Regions from separate parts of the Mus musculus genome. Here all the other regions are linked to region 1. The links are chromatin contacts, called in public Hi-C and HiChIP or PLAC-seq maps. All regions are on one chromosome and are shown on one strand. The core of a region is the stretch at or near the end of the contact, and the rest is flanking DNA. Distances in the headings are between cores, read along the strand shown. Region 1 holds the start of Fam98c (family with sequence similarity 98, member C). Region 2 has its middle 14 kb from the start of Gm38982. Region 3 holds the start of Lgals4 (lectin, galactose binding, soluble 4).

Region 1 (2,571 bases), core at 44-2,543:
TCCATGGCTGGCTTGAGGCTTGGGTTCCTGCCTCAGTTTCCTTCAACGGTGGGCTGTAACTTGTGAAGGGAAACAAACGGTTTCCTCCCCTAAGCTGGCTTTGGTCAGTGTTTTATCACAGCAAAAAGCAAATTAGAACGAATGGCCACTGTCGATGGGTCATCCTTTTTAGAGCTGGTTTTGAAAACAGGCTCCTTTCCACAAGTAAGGTACCTCAGGAGGAGACTCTCTCTACCTTGTCATGAAACTCCCGAAGTAGCTGGCTAGCCAGGGTTCCACGCAGGGGTCTGGGGAGCCCCAGGGCTTGAAGAGTTAGCGTCAGTTCCTGAACAACGCCATTCGCCTTCTTTGTCCCTTCTCCAAAGGATGGCACAGGGCTAGAATCCCGCTGGAGCCTTAGATGCAAGAGGCGGGCAGCCTGGAGCTCAGAGCAAAGAAACCCTAAAAAGAGGAGTAGATCCCTACCCAACCAGAACCTTGGCCCTTCCCCCAGAGTAAGCCTCACCCACCGACAATGGGGGATGTGGGTCCACTTCAGAACCACCCAACTGGCGTTTAACTCAACGCATTAAAGTTTTCAGAGGCCTCTGTCAGAATTCAAGCCAAGCCTTAATTAACCCTAGCCTATCTACCTGCGGCCTTCAAGCTCGCCGCAAAGCTTTGGCCACACCCACGGGAGTCCAGTCTGAGCGTCAGAGCCCGCCCCATTCAGAGGCCCCGCCCACCGCCACCACCCTGGGCCTTCCAAGCTCGCTCACGCAGCAGACGCAGGCCGCCGCCGGGCTCCCGCAGCACGGTGGCGCAGTCTCCGCCGCAGAGCGCGCGATCCGGGCAGTGCAACGCCCGCAGCCAGCCGGCCAACTGCCGCAGGAACTCTTCCTCTGTGTCCGGGCCTGCGGGAGGAAGAAGCCATCAGGAAGCAGCGGGTTCCGCGGCTCTACCCGCCGTCCACCCAGCTTCTCACGCACCGTGGCCGGCGCCCAGCACTGCGGTGCCCTCCTCTCGCCGCTCCAGAGCTCCCAGAGCCGTCAGCTCGGCCGCCAGCCGCGCGCACAGCGCCCTGAAGTCTGCACACGCGGGACCCCGAGACGCCCCCTCCGGGAGGGCATCGTACCTGCGGCGGGGCACGCGTCAGTGCGAGTCCCTCTGCGTCCGCGTCCCCAGGCGAGTGCGCCCTTCCCGTACCCCCAGGCCACACCACCGAATCTTTTACCCCAGTGTCAGAAGGTCACCCGCTACCATGGCCCCATCCATGGCAACTCCGTCTGCGGACCCGGTGCGCGCGCCCCCTTCCGCCAGGGAAAGGCTCCGCCCCCTCTTCCCTCCGCCTCCTCTCTCCCGCTGCTATCCAACCATATTCTCGTGCGAAGGCGCTTCCACGCTCCTATTGGCTTGGTCGCGCGCCACGCGCACCCTTCAGGTAACTTGTCCAGTGTAAATTTTATAGCTTGAGGTTTGGATCTACGAGGTCGCAGGAGGCTCGGGTGTCCCTACTGTCCGACTCTCAAGAAAAAAAAAAAAAAAAAAAAGCAAAAAGCAACTTATTTAACTTTTATACTTTTGGAGGCAGGGTCTCGATTTATACATTTATGTAGCTCAGGCTGGCTTCTTAGTCCTGCTTCCTCCTTCTGTTTGCTGGTTGACAGGCGTGTGACACGCCCAGCTGCCCTTTGTTCTTAGTGCACCCCAGACCGAAAGTCCCATCCGACTTGTTTTTCTTCCACTTTAGGATTAGATTTTCAGCACGTCTTCACATCCACTCTCCCACCTCAGCCAGACCCTCCTTCCACCTCACAGTGGGTCCAGTGTTAGCCAGACTCTCTGCCTCTGTAGGCCTTCGAAAGAAAAAGCAGATGCCATTGAGAAACTCCATCCTAAGGGGGAGGCAAGCCGATGGGACTGGGGTTGACTCCATTTGCCAGCTAATGTTTCTGCCAAACTGGTTTTTTCCATCTATGCGATTGGGATCCAAGGGCAATAAAGTATATGTTTTATGTGCCTGAATGTCGTGTGTGTGTATGTGTGTGTGTGTGTGTGTGTGTGTGTGTGTGCGTGTGCATGTGTGTGCGCGTACCTTGTGCCCACAGAAGTCAGAAGGCTTACAATCTCCTGCAACTGGACTTCCAGGACTTCCAGGTGGTCGTGAAGTCTTGTGTGGGTGCTGGGAACCAAACCCAAGTCTTCTGCTAGAACAAGTGCTCCTAACCACTGAGCCATCTCTCCAGCCATTAATATATTAAATGGAATCTGGCCTCACTAAGACCCTCCTATCTTAGCCCCCCAAGATCTGGGACTATAGGTTTGTGTCACACCCAATGTTTCAAGCACTCATTTTTTTTTTTTTTTAAGATTTATTTATTGTTATATGTAAGTACACTGTAGCTGTCTTCAGACGTACCAGAAGAGGGCATCAGATCTCATTACGGATGGTTGTGAGCCACCATGTGGTTGCTGGGATTTGAACTGAGGACCTTCAGAAGAGCAGTTGGTGCTCTTACCCACTGAGCCATCTCGACAGCCCCCTCAAGCACTCATTCTTAAAAGTGTGAGGATTATGGTCCATATGTTAAG
Region 2 (2,571 bases), core at 33-2,532, 390 kb after region 1:
TGAGTTTGATTCTAGCCTAGTCTACAGAGGGAGTTCCAGGATGGCCAAGGGCTGTTACACAGAGAAACCCTTTGCCAAAACAAAAAGAAAAAGGAAAACAAAAAACAAAACAAATAGAAAACACTAGCTATGCTCTTACCTGTTGAGGTCTCTCTCCAGCATCCAGTTAGTCATATTTAATAGATGTATTGTAAAAGCAAAACAAGTATATAATTTGCAAATAGTCATGCATATATTGGTATAAATGATTAAAGGTTTTATTGCTTCAATGTGCAATTTTTTTTTTTTCTGAGACAGGGTTTCTCTGTGTAGCCCTGGCTGTCCTGGAACTCACTTTGTAGACCAGGCTGGCCTGGAATTCAGAAATCCGCCTGCCTCTGCCTCCCAAGTGCTGGGATTAAAGGCGTGCGCCACCATGCCCGGCTTCAATGTGGAATTTTAAAAGATTTGAGACCACTGTTAAAATGAACACTTGAAGCCTGACAACCATGCTTCCCTACAGGGAAGAAAGAAAGCCAATGAAAGGGAAGCCGATCAAGAATCTTGCCAAGGCCTGAATTCACGCAAGAAAACCAATGTCCAGGGCTGGTAAGACGGCCCAGTGCTCAGGAACACCCGCCGCTCTTGCAGAGGCCTCTAATTTGGTTCCTAGCACCCACACGGAGTCTCAAACTGCAACTCCAATTCTAAGTGATCTGACGCCACCTTCTGGCTTTTTTTGGCACTGCACACATGAAGGCAAAAAACACACACACTAAATAAATATTTTTAAAGACAGATACTTTAGATAGTTCAATCAGATGCTTTTTAATTGTGTGGTGGTGGGGTCATGTGTATACCATGGTGTGTGTGTGTGTGTGTGTGTGTGTGTGAGAGATAGAGAGAGAGAGAGAGAGAGAGAGAGAGAGAACAACTTTGAGGAGCTGTTTTTTCACTTCTACCTGGCCTAGGCAGTCTTGTTATTCTTGTCACTGCACTGCGTTGTCACCAGAGTGGCCAGTGCTTCTGTCTTCACATCTCATTGTAGAAGTACTGGGCTTACGGATGCCTACCACGGTATCCGGGGGTTTTTTTTTTGTTTTTTGTTTTTTTCAAAACACAGGTTCCAGGAATTCAAGTTAGGTCATCAGGCTGCCATGGAAAGTGTTTTTACCTACTGAGCTGTCTCCCCAGCTCCCAGTTAATGTTTAAAATAGGAAAATGGTTATAAACACAAGAGGAGGCTAGGAGAGTTGGGCGTGGTGCTGCACGCCCTTTGTTCCAGCACTCTGGAGGCGGAGGCAGGCAGGTCTCTGCACATTCAAGGTCAGCCTGGTGTACAAAGCGAGTTCCAGGACAGCCGGGCCTACACAGAGAAACCCTGTCTCAGAGAGAGAGAGAGAGAGAGAGAGAGAGAGAGAGAGAGAGAGAGAGAGAGAGAGAGAGAGAGAAGAGAGAGGAGGGAGAGGAGGGAGAGGGAGAGAGGGAAAAGGAGAGGGAGGGAGGGAGGGAAGGAGAGGGAGTAGGGTAAGAGAAACAAAACTGGAGGTGTGAGCCTTGTGGACCCCAGGAGGCAAGCTTGGTGGATCAGCAGCTTCATGCTAGTGCCCACCCACTGTTGGTGTAGAATTGCCGGAGGCAGAGCTGGACCTACCGGGACTCCTGAAACCCATTATACCCATTCCTGGTGCTGATGGGGTGGCCAGACTGGTCTCTACTGTCAGAACCAGGCAGACTACGTCTTCTTCTTCCTGCTTTTCTAATTTCTCACCAGAGTCTCCCCCTCTGGTGGATCCTAACTGGAAAGTAGCAGTTAAGGGATTGTGGGAAACGGGCTATAGGCTCCCTCCCTCAGCTACTGTGGAGGCCAGCTCCTTTGAACATAACTGCAGCCATTTTGTATTCAGTCTCCATTTTGCTCAGAAGATGAAATTCAGTTCAGGTTCTCAGGGAATTACGCACAGATGACACTGACAACTTCTCCTAAAAGGGCATAGCTCTGTGGTTGTAATTCTCAGGCTCAGTCACCCCAGTGCTCCGAGACTCCCCTGTTCACCACCCATCCACCACTCCTTTCCTCATGCAGGACCAATCAGCCTAAAAGCTAGTTGATAATTCTTTGTCTAGTCAGCCTTGCCTTCTGAACTTCTGAACTTGGCTTTTCCTATAAAAAAGCCTGCGATAAGAACAGACTGGTACCACAATTATGCTCCCAGGTTTTTGGGTTTTTTTTTTGGTGGCTGCGATCAATAAGTCTTGGGTTGTGCATTCAATAAACTATTCTTGCTTAACTGAGATCCATGTTTGTATGGTTTGTGGGGTGAATTCCTGAACCCCAACATCTACTACACAAAGCAACGAATGAAAGGGTCTGATGGAGTCTGTCAAATTCTAGAAAAAAACAGAACCGCGACAAGGCAAGGTTTTGGGTCACAATACATATTCTATTTTATGATTCACAGAGAGCTAAGAGTTAAGAAACAGTTAAGAAAGCCTGCTGCCTTTTAGTTCCCAGAACCCATATGACAGCTCCTAACCATCTATAACTCCAGTTTGAAGGGAGTTGTTACCCTCTTTTGGCCTCCACAGGCA
Region 3 (2,571 bases), core at 41-2,540, 320 kb before region 1:
TTCCTTCTTTCTTTTTTTTTTCCTTGCAAGAGCAGCAAGTGCTCTTCTCTTACCCCTCTGCCGTCTCCGCAGCCCTTTACAGACATGCTGACTTTTGTTGCTTCTTAGTGTGTGTGCATTTGGGAGGAAGTTAATTCTCTTCCCATCACATGGGTCCTTGGGTTGAACTTGGTGGCAAGTGTCTTCTTTACCTGTTAAGCCACCCAGCCACCCCTCCCCAACTCCTCTTTTAATTTAATTTTATTTTTAGATACAGTTTCATGTAGACAAGTCTGGCCTGGAACTCACTGTGTAGCTGAGAATGACACCAGATTCCTATTTACCGAGGTGCATCACCACATCTGGCCAGTTGTTTCCTCCCCCCCCCCCCCCCTGTGTGTTTGTTTTCTTATCCATGAATGATCTGGATTTATGTTTGGAATGAGTGTAAGAGGTCAAACATTTACTTAGTGTTTTCTGTGTGCTGAGTGCCGATCCGGTGTTGGGCACTTAACTACTGTGGTGAGCATTTGCTCTCTCCTTCCCTGCATCGGTGGGGCTGGAGCCCAGGACCCCACACAGGCCAGACCCAGGGCTCCACCTCTGAGCTCTGGCCCAGCCCGCTCTCTTCTTTTTTTTTTTTTTTTTTTTTTTTTTTTTTTGGTTTTTCGAGACAGGATTTCTCTGTATAACCCTGGCTGTCCTGGAACTCACTTTGTAGACCAGGCTGGCCTCCAACTCAGAAATCTGCCTGCCTCTGCCTCCCGAGTGCTGAGATTAAAGGCGTGAGCCACCACCACACAGCTTCTTTTTCTTTTCTTTTTTCCCTTTTTTTCTCTGTTACCTCTCCTTCCTTCCTTCCTTCCTTCCTTCCTTCCTTTCCTCTCCTCTTTCTTCCTTTCTCTCTCTCTCTCTCTCTCTCTCTCTCTCTCTCTCTCTCTCTCTCTTTCTTTCTTTTTCTGAGACAGGGTCTTTTACATAGCCTTGGCTGTTCCAGAATTGACTATTTAACTGTTAAGCCACTTAGCTGCCCCTCCCCAGTTTGACACTGCAGGGGAGCCTCAAACTCTGCCTTCCTCCATCTTCTAAATGCTAGGGTTTAAAGTCATTGCCATGGTGCCCAGCAATTTTTTTTTTTTTAAGGCAGAGTCTTGCTCTGCAGACAAGGCTGCCCCTGAGCATGCAAGTAATTCTGCCTCTGCCTCCCGAGTGCTGGGGTCACTCTAGTATGAGGGCCACCTGCAGCCAGCCACCAATGGCAGAACTGGAACCCAGAACCTGTGGCCCCAGCTGCGTGTGCACTGGGCCCCTGTTACATAGCGTGTGGGGTCAGGAGGTACCCGCCCTTTACTCTGCTTCTGTTGCCCACCTGTTCAGACATTCCTGTGGCCTAGCCCCTGCCCTGCCCACCTGATCCACCCTCCCTCTGCCAACAGTCCTCTGGGCAGGGTTTTATGGTTCTGATAAAGCCTTGCAAGGGCAAAGTCCAGAAATACTTCCTCCTTGTCTGGGCCCTAAGAGGGTCAGCATCCCTGCTAGGATGGGAGACAAGGGTGTGCCCTAGAAGTCTCCACCAGAGAGACCTCCTGTACTCTCTCCCCTGCCAGCCACTCCCTCTAGTATAAGGGCCACCTGCAGCCAGCCACCACTTCCCACACATCTCTTCTCTCCAGGCAAGCTATCAGCCCAGACTCTCAAGATGGCCTATGTTCCAGCACCGGGCTACCAGCCCACCTACAATCCGGTGAGATGCCCACCTGAGCCCACACCTCTCTTCCCCAGCCCCATTTTCTCGTTTTCTCCCTTTGCTATGCTGGGCAAGTATTCTCCTATTGACCCATATCCTTAGCTCCTTACCCTAAGTCTCATCTCCCCCGCTTAAGGGACTGAGAGTCTTTGGGGTGAGAGGAAAGGGTTGTGGCTGGCAGGCAACCTCTGAGGCTCTTCACCTGGTCCCTTCTACAGACTCTGCCCTACAAGAGACCCATCCCAGGTGGCCTCAGTGTCGGGATGTCCGTTTACATCCAAGGAATGGCCAAAGAGAACATGAGACGGTGAGACAGTCCCCAGCGCACTTCCCCGCTCACCCCAGGGAGGGGCCTTCGCCTTCCCTAACTCTGATGCCAGGTGGTTTGAAATATGCTGAGAGTCCATTGTTCACAGGGTTCCTCTGGTGGCTTGTGGAGTACAAATGGCCTATGGGGACAGAAATGAACAGGGAGACCCCAACCTAGGAAGTGAGCAAAGGAAGGAAGCAGTGGAGGGCTAGTAGACTAAGGGCTGTGCGGGTCATATCAAGATTGGCCAAGAGAAGTCAGGAAGGGGTCACTACAAGAGGTGGCTCTATGACTGGGACAATACCCTGAAGTGACAGACTTGAGAGTTAATTCAGATCACAAGGTCAGAGCCATGCCCTGAGGTCACCTCCCTTGTCCCCTGTGTGTGGAGGGTACTCAGCCACTGTGTGATTCAGATTGCTACTGAACATCTCTGTACTTCAGCTTCCAATCTGTAAAATGGGATGATTGTCAGGTTTCAGTGTGCAAAAGAGCAATTCCACTAAGGCTTGGCTTTTTCCATGGTTCAGCTTGG

The links. A called contact is a pair of places that touch in the nucleus more often than the background predicts. HiChIP or PLAC-seq counts read pairs in DNA pulled down with a chosen protein or histone mark.
Region 2: an H3K27ac HiChIP or PLAC-seq map of embryonic stem cells shows a contact between it and region 1, with 5 read pairs. The contact joins the enhancer-like site here to the promoter of Fam98c in region 1. A contact is called at or near these places in 4 of 39 promoter capture datasets (hippocampal neurons, liver and pre-B cells), 2 of 115 datasets of contacts at active chromatin or transcription factors (embryonic stem cells and stem cell-derived neural progenitor cells) and 1 of 9 other capture datasets (embryonic stem cells).
Region 3: a contact with region 1 is called in a Hi-C map of rod photoreceptor, with 4 times the contacts expected there. The contact joins the promoter of Lgals4 here to the promoter of Fam98c in region 1. A contact is called at or near these places in 1 of 484 Hi-C or Micro-C datasets (rod photoreceptor), 2 of 115 datasets of contacts at active chromatin or transcription factors (astrocytes and pancreatic cancer cells) and 3 of 9 other capture datasets (adipose tissue, liver and pancreatic islet).

Annotation. Positions count from the first base shown.
Region 1 is chr7:29,154,917-29,157,487 of GRCm38.p6, forward strand. Fam98c (family with sequence similarity 98, member C) reads right to left here and starts at 1,294. Exons shown (of 8, transcript NM_001146023.1): 1 at 1,214-1,294; 2 at 969-1,114; 3 at 759-893; 4 at 236-441. The coding sequence starts at 1,254.
Region 2 is chr7:29,540,124-29,542,694 of GRCm38.p6, forward strand. No RefSeq gene overlaps it. Among named protein-coding and RNA genes, the nearest start is that of Gm38982, 14 kb to the right of the region's middle. Within about 2 kb of position 1,283, at least 4 of the 459 cell types and tissues checked have an H3K27ac peak or open chromatin away from gene starts, as enhancers often do. A contact at or near this core is called in embryonic stem cells, where this site is marked.
Region 3 is chr7:28,832,504-28,835,074 of GRCm38.p6, forward strand. It overlaps Lgals4 (lectin, galactose binding, soluble 4), which reads left to right and starts at 1,291. Exons shown (of 10, transcript NM_010706.2): 1 at 1,291-1,723; 2 at 1,945-2,033. The coding sequence starts at 1,679.